Regions from separate parts of the Rattus norvegicus genome. Here region 1 is linked to region 2. Evidence: chromatin contacts called from public Hi-C data. All regions are on one chromosome and are shown on one strand. The core of a region is the stretch at or near the end of the contact, and the rest is flanking DNA. Distances in the headings are between cores, read along the strand shown. Region 1 overlaps Mast4 (microtubule associated serine/threonine kinase family member 4). Region 2 has its middle 18 kb from the start of Cd180.

Region 1 (3,878 bases), core at 21-2,520, 420 kb before region 2:
TAATTAGATAAAAAATGGTGATGCAGACGTCAAGACAACGTAGCTTTCTTATGAAAGAGCCTTCAGCAAAATCATGCATGTTTCACAGTAGGAATCACGGGTTGCATGCGTTGAGACGGTCTTCAGATTACAGGCGGGATGGAAAGGGAGCTCTGCGAGAGAAGCGTGGGCTGCAGCAGATTTCATAGGCATATGCTTGCTACTGACCCCACCTGCAATTTGAACCAAATTAAATGTGTTTTTGAAAATGCTACTCTGGGGGTTTTGTCAGTGGGAAGGTGTTAGGCCCTCAGATTCTGTTTGAGTGAGGAGGAGTACGCCTGTCTCTAGAAAGCTTGGAGGCGTCCAGCCCTTTGTTGGAGTCCTCCTTCCTGATGGATTTGACATCGTTTCGGGATGCAGATATATACACTATGCTTGGTGAGAGCGTGCATTTATGTGCATAAACAAACCTGTTTTTTCCTTAGAGGTTAGAGCTGGACCACTTCAAATTACTATCTTAAAATACAAGAGAAGATCATTTGTGGCTACAGTGCTTGTCCCTGGGTGGCATCTACTGGAACTTTAAATGAAGTGGGCCCATTGCTGGGGCCCTGGTTACCTCTGACCACTGATGACACTGGTAGTTATTAAGATCTTGTTATTCGTGTGTTCTTTTAATAAGCAGTAAATATTTCTAGGATTCAACAGTGCTAACATTAGGATGCATTATCATAATAACTCAGTACGCATGTTGGAGAGTAATAAGGGTGGGTGTCCAACTTTGTCAAAAGCATCATCTGCTCTCATCACAAAGGTGACAACATTGTGTGCCTTGGACCTGCACACCCCAGCTCCCCAGTGTTTTCTGAGCTCCACTTTCCCACAGATGAGAGTGAGGCCTCGGCCTTCTCCTTATCCATGATTGAATTCCTGGACAGAAGATTCTGGAAGCCAGGACTGTGGCCCACGGGCCTTGGGAGGCAGAGGCTCTCTGAGAGGCTCTGAGTGGAAGGAGGAAGAGCACTGTGAAGTCCTGCTTGTGTGCCACAGAGGAAGGCCATGAGTTCCCATACAGGGCTGTGCTGAGTGTCCCCTCAGTACACTGGTGCTGGCTTCCACATTTCCCATCAGGTTACTCCTTTCTCTTTCCTCTTCCCCAAGCCCATGATACCTTGACACCTAAGAAAGAGGAGGCTCCACGGAAGAGGGACTTGCCACAGCCTGTACACTGGCGTGTGGCAGAGCTTGGATCGGGCTGGCAGGCTGGCTACACAGGGCAGCCTTTGGGGAATGAAGAGTGACGTCATGACTGGGAATTCCCCCTCTCCTTCCCAGCACTGCTCAGAGTAGATCAGCCTTGCTCTGAGTCATTTGCTGAAAACGGAGAGGGGGATTTAAGGAGAATTCCCTTGGTGGTAAATTCCAGAAAAGTTATTGGACTAGGAAAGAAAGGGCTGCCAACACTGTCCCGCCCCCGGGACATATGCCGTGCTGGGCATAGCAACTAGGAGAATGCCCTTGGCTCTGCGTAGGTAGTGTGATTGTAACTAAGTGCTGGTTGTATTTGGAAGCGTGTAATTGAGAAGGCAGAGACCCAAGGGCTGTTCAGACTGAGGGGAAACCCAGAGCTGTTCTATCTAGCCTGTCTCTGGATGCCCTCTCTCTCAGTCCTACTCATGGGCTCTCACTCCTCCTTTCTCACATTCCTTTTCTGTTAGAAGCCCAAGGCATATAGGGACCACTTGGGATTCCTGCACCTTTGATGGTATATTCTGATCGCTGATCTCCTATGATCATCCTCCCCACCCCCCTTAGGAGATAAAAGATCTAGTGCCTTTCACATCTCCATCAGTCTCTCTTTCCCTCCTTGGTTTAACAATGAGAGGGAAGGAGAGGAGAGGAGAGGAGGGGAGGGGAGGGGAGGGGAGGGGAGTGGTGAGGAGAGGAGAGGATGGAGGTAGGAATGTAGACTCCAGTCTGATCTGAATTGGTGGCTCTATCCTGCCTGTCCTTGGCGTAGAATCTTAGAAAATACATAATCCCTCAGAATGCCAGTTCCTCATCTCTGGCAGGGAAGGGGCTTACCTGATTTGTGGGACTGTTACTGTTCAGTGTTCAGTGAGATGACTGATTGATACATAGTATATGACCAAGAAAAAGTCAATCATTATCATTTATAAGTGAAAGGAGTGGAAATAAAATACAAACATTAAGAAGGGATTGAAATACAAGCACAGAAAGGCATTTGATCAAAGCTCTCGAGCAAAGCTTGACTGTGCCATTCAGAGTCCCTGTTTCATTCTGAGACATGGGGGCATGACTGTTGCCACAGTAGATCTTTGCATGCCTTCTCATGAATGATCATCCCCTTTGTGCCCCACATGACCCATAATGTTTTAATTTAAAAGGAGGCAGCAAACACACCCATTGGTGTCCAGTAGTAATTTTATGAGTGGAAAACACAATGTAGCGGTTTAATGGGAGAATGTATCCATTTGGCAATATTGACTTCCCCAGGGAATGATTAGATGAGACATTGAAGCCTTCTCTCTCTTGCAGGTAGCAGGATAGGTTGATAGAGATATTTTGTCATTATCTATAGTCCTCGTTGAGAAGTAGCTGACATCACCACACTTGTGCATGAACACGTTTAGGAGCATCCCTCCGAGCTGTCATGAATTCTAGAAAGCTTGCAGAGCACTCTATAAACTCTGGGGGTCTGGTGGGGCGTGGGGCAAACTGACACTCCTCTGTCACTGCTGCTCCAGGGTCAGGTCGAAAGTCAAGGGAGAAGGAGCCTTCTTTGGGGATTGATGAGACCCTCTCTCTCCCTCGACACTGGGTCTCTGGGTAGACAGATGTTCAAAAGGAAAGATGGGAAGAAGGAACCCGGAGTGGTTGCAGAGTAGATATAAAAACTTCAGGTGCCTTTGCTTTCTAAAAAACAAACATACAGGGCTGGAGAGACTGCTCTTCCAGAGGTCCTGAGTTCAATTCCCAGCAACTGCATGGTGGCTCACAACCATCTGTAATGGGTTCTGATGCCTTCTTCTGGTGTGTCTGAAGACAGGGACAGTGTACTCATGTACATTAAATAAATATTTGAAAAAACAAAGCAAAACAGCAACAACAAAAACAAGCATGCATACAAACAAACTCCGTGAGCATTCAGCTGCCCGAGGATGGACACAATGCAAAGAAACCTTGGCGCAGGGTAACCAACACAGATCTGCTGGAGGCAGGGTTCCAAATAGGTAGGAGGTGGACACCCAACAAGAGATAGACCTGAATCCACACTGTACCAGGGCCTACAAATCTCCATTGCCTCTTTGTGAAAAGCAGCCAAATGCTTTTGCTCCTGATTGGAATTCGGAACTGTTTTTGTCTCTGGAAGACACTAACCGACAATAATTATTGAAATGTAATTTTGACCTCTATCCTAGTGACCATGAATTTTGAATGTCTCATGACCTAAACAATGCCAAGAGTAAATGGGCTCGTGGGGTACCAAGGTAGATATCATTAAGCCGAATATCACAAAGCTCCTTGATTTAGACTACAATGCACGGCAAAGCCCACAGAGTTTTCTCATTTGAATACCAGTGGAAAGGTGATGTGTACTGAAGTTCGTGTTTTGTGAACTAACTCTCAACATTGTGAACATATTCTGCGAAGGTATAAAATCACAGGGAAGGAGGGGGTTTATTAATGGAAATTAGTCTGGATCCCAATTATTACCTGTGAATAGTGTCATCATTTGAGGGTTTTATTGCATTTTAACACATGGCTTATCTTGATGAGAAAATATATAGCAAAGGGTAAATGTAGCAATTTCCCTTTACTATTCCCTCCGCTCGACCATTATTGCCTGATGTTATTTTCAGCAGCCTTTCATT
Region 2 (3,950 bases), core at 27-2,526:
CTTTGATCACACACATAGCACATATATGACCTTGCTTTGAATTATCTATACCCGGTCCCCTTTGGACACAATACCTATCAGGACTGCTTTGAGTCTCCTGACATACATTGAAACTACCTGGCTAGCTCTAATGTCTGGAGCCCAAGTTAGAAAATCTGAAACCACTGCGATTTCTTAAATGGCCCCAGGGATCCTAGTGCTGTTGGGAAAGAGGCATCCTCTTCATTGATGGTTTTCTCAGCTCCAGGAGGCAACAGCATCCTGCATCTGCGTGTCCTACTGTTCTCGCTATTGGGTCAGCAGATCCAGTGCTCTACTGTCGGCGCCAGCACCGACCTGGTACCGAGAATCGGGCGAAAGCCTACGGGATGAAAGAAACACACACACACACAGAGGTTATCGTGTCAAGCCAGGAGAGGAAGAGAGGGAGAGAGAGAGAGAGAGAGAGAGAGAGAGAGAGAGAGAGAGGAAGAGCGGAAGGAAGAGTGAGAGTGAGAGGAATAGTGAGAGTCTCCTGTAGCTTTATTCACCACTTATATACCCAAGTCTCCAGGTAGAAAATAACTGGGAAGCACAGTGGGAAACCCTGGCTCGTGACTACCTGGCTTGTGACTTCGGTAACAAAAGACCAACTAGGAGACCTGAATTAATTAGGGAGAAATCCCAGAAGACCAGCCTAAATCTCAAGGATAAAGGCTGAGGAAGTAAAAGGCAGAAGTAAATTGACCACCACCCAGGTGTGGTCCAGGTGTGTCAGTTCCACATGCATCAGCCGGGCTCAGCAGAGGTCATGCAGTGGAGATATCGGGTGTTTACTACTTGGTCTTTTCTTCCTGTGCCGTAAATACATGGGAGAGGCCTCTGTCCAACAATCCCATGACTTCTTAACTGTGGCCATGCAGTTACAAAGCAGCCAGGCCCAAATCCAATATGGCACTACACTCTACACTCTCCCATCAGAGAACAAGAACAAGCCCTTTCCTGGATCCGTCCTCCACAGGGACTGTCTGCTGTCTATGTGCGTTCCCAGGCAGTCAGCTCCACACAGCAGGCCTTGGCTGCTTCACTGCCATTCATTTTGCCATACACTCTAGTGCCATCCAAAACTCTCATGTCTTGTGGCTCCAAGAATGTATGGCTTCTACTTTCTTCCCCAGACTTCTCTTCCACCAGGTCTTCCAATGTCAAAAAGTCTAGACATGGGGCATAGAACAGCTGCCTTCCCCACTTCCCATGGCTTTCTATTTGTGGTGTCCTTGGAGCATAATGGTGGCTCAGACCCATTCTATGAGTCACATGTGACATATCTAAGCTGGCATTTGGCTTGTCTTTCCGATCAGTGTATGATTGGAATCTTGGTTCATACTCCAAAAATAATATTGATGTCTGTCTTACAGCATTTCCTATCTTACTAATTTCCTGTGGCCTCTGAGACATATCACCACAAATTGGTTGGCTCAACGGTACACATATATCCTTTACAGTTCAGCAGATAAGGAACTTGAAACAGATTCGGCCGGACTGAACTTCAGGTGCTGCACTCGATGTGTGGCCTTTAGAGATGGGTTTGTATCTTTCTGCTGTTGGTGGCTGCTAACATTCTTTGATATATTAATCTGTTTTCCTGAGGGAGAGGACTTATGTAATTTACATGTATATCGTCTCTATCTATCTATCTATCTATCTATCTATCTATCTATCTATCTATCTATCTATGTATCTATGTATATATCTATGTATGTATCTATGTATGTATCTATGTATGTATCTATGTATGTATCTATGTATGTATCTATGTATCTATGTATGTATCTATGTATCTATGTATGTATCTATGTATCTATCTATCATCTGCCTATGTGTCTATGTATGTATCTATGCATGTATCTATGTATCTATGTATCTATCTGTCTATCTATTTATGTATGTATCTATGTATCTATCTATCAATCATTTGTCTGCCTATCTATCATCTATCTATCTATCTATCTATCTATCTATCAATCATCTGTCTGCTTATCTATCATCTATCTATCTATCTATCTATCTATCTATCTATCTATCTATTTCTCATCTATCCATCCTTCCATCTGGAATTGGCTCATGCAGTCATAGAGGGAGGCTGAGATGTGTCACATGCAGTACAGTCATCAAGCTAGAACAAGTGTTCTAAGCTCCAGGGTGAGGGGAGGAGACGACCAGTACCCAGTTTGGAAGTCAGAGAGGAGAAATCCCTTCCTACTCAGCCTGTTTGTTCTGACCAGTTGATTGGGTGAGGCCCAGAGCAGGGTGGGGGGAGGGGGGCAATCTGCTTTAGTAGCCTCCAGAAACAAGCTTACGGGCACACAGAATTCTATTTGACCACATCTCTGGGGAACTCATGTGTAGTCAGGTAATATACAAAATTAACTTTCAAACTTGCCTGTGGCCACATCTTTCGATCTAAGCCAGCATTACTGATTTTCTTTTCTTTTTTTTTTTTTTTTTTGGTTCTTTTTTTTTTGGAGCTGGGGACCGAACCCAGGGCCTTGCGCTTCCTAGGCAAGCGCTCTACCACTGAGCTAAATCCCCAACCCCATTACTGATTTTCTCTTTGCTCTCTTTACATTGTATGGATGTCCCTAAATACTCCCGTGACCTTGGATTTTTAGGTGTAGAGGTTGAGGCAAGTTCTTTGTATTTAGCTTATACAGACACCCAGCTTGCAATGTTTGGCTCAGCTCCCGGGGGGCTCTGATTATAGGTATGCCACACCATTCCAGCCTATCGGATCCTTGTCACAAGGTAGAACATGATCACATGTGCGCCTACCTAGAAAATCCTGGTAATTTGCCCATTTAACTTCCTCAATTAAACCACATCTGCAAAAACGCTCCCCGCCAAGGTAGAATTCTCAGGTTTAGGATTAAAGCACAAATACCTTCTGGAAGACCATTCATTATTCAACCTTCTCTACCAATTAAAGTATTAGTAATTACCATCAAGTTTCTTTAATCAGAACTTATGGATTCACCTCTGTCATAAAAGTTCCCTTGAATTCATTCATAATTACATAGTCTCCAGCTTCTAAGTTGATCTTGGATCTTGTCAGTAATTTCCACTCACCTACCTACCACCTAACAGCAAATACGATGTTCCTCCCAGACTATTTTAACAGTTTTCTTATGTCGACTGCATTATTCGTGAGATACCCATCTCCACATGCTAGACTGAGAACCTCGGGAAGCCAGGACCATCAATGGTTGAATACCTTTGTATTTGAGGTCCCAGGACAGTGCCTGGTACAGTGTGGAGGTGTCTAGTAAATACACTGGATGGATGACTACCCAACTCCTAGTTCTCACAGTGTTTTACAATTTATGAGAGAGAGAGAGAGGGAGAGAGAGAGAGAGAGAAAGAGAGAGAGAGAGAGAGAGGGAGAGAGAGAGAGAAAATATTAAATATACAGTAACGGCACCATATCTACATAGATATTTATGTATGTGCATCAGGATATTTTACTCAGCAATGGACTGCATATGGGACAGTGGTCTGAGTTATTTACTTCCGAGTCCGTGCACCATGGCAAACTCACCCATGGATCCATTTATTAGAAGTGCCTCTGTTCTTACCTGATAGCATGTCATTTATGACAGTAGATTGTAGAACGTGATCTGGAAAGCGAGAGCACCTGGAAGGGGCCTCGTCTACACTTGCAGTTCTGGGGAGGGTGGAAGCTCCTAGGTGGACAGTTGAGAAAAGGCCTCAAGGAGCTGACTGGGAGAGCGATGGCCTTTGTGAAAGAGGTTCCCAGACCCGGGGTAGCATTTCAGGATGTTCCTGAGGTAGGGTTGGTGTTGATCAAGAGGAGGATGGAGAGGATGAGGAAAGTGAGGAGGGGGGAGGCAGAGACTGCACAGCCACCAGGAGAGTTTGTAGAGAGCGCTCAGGTGATGGGAGGGCCTTAGCAG

Evidence for each region. Hi-C and Micro-C count contacts between places; a contact is called where the count stands out from the background.
Region 1: a Hi-C map of the A7r5 cell line shows a contact between it and region 2, with 5 times the contacts expected there. The contact joins two enhancer-like sites. A contact is called at or near these places in 10 of 12 Hi-C or Micro-C datasets (the A7r5 cell line, the Rat2 cell line, Schwann cells and 6 more).

What each region holds. Positions count from the first base shown.
Region 1 is chr2:35,989,758-35,993,635 of GRCr8, reverse strand. The region is part of intron 3 of Mast4 (microtubule associated serine/threonine kinase family member 4); the gene reads left to right. Among named protein-coding and RNA genes, the nearest start is that of Mast4, 230 kb to the left of the region's middle. Within about 2 kb of position 1,270, at least 29 of the 93 cell types and tissues checked have an H3K27ac peak or open chromatin away from gene starts, as enhancers often do. A contact at or near this core is called in the A7r5 cell line, where this site is marked.
Region 2 is chr2:35,569,622-35,573,571 of GRCr8, reverse strand. No RefSeq gene overlaps it. Among named protein-coding and RNA genes, the nearest start is that of Cd180, 18 kb to the left of the region's middle. Within about 2 kb of position 1,276, at least 8 of the 93 cell types and tissues checked have an H3K27ac peak or open chromatin away from gene starts, as enhancers often do. A contact at or near this core is called in the A7r5 cell line, where this site is marked.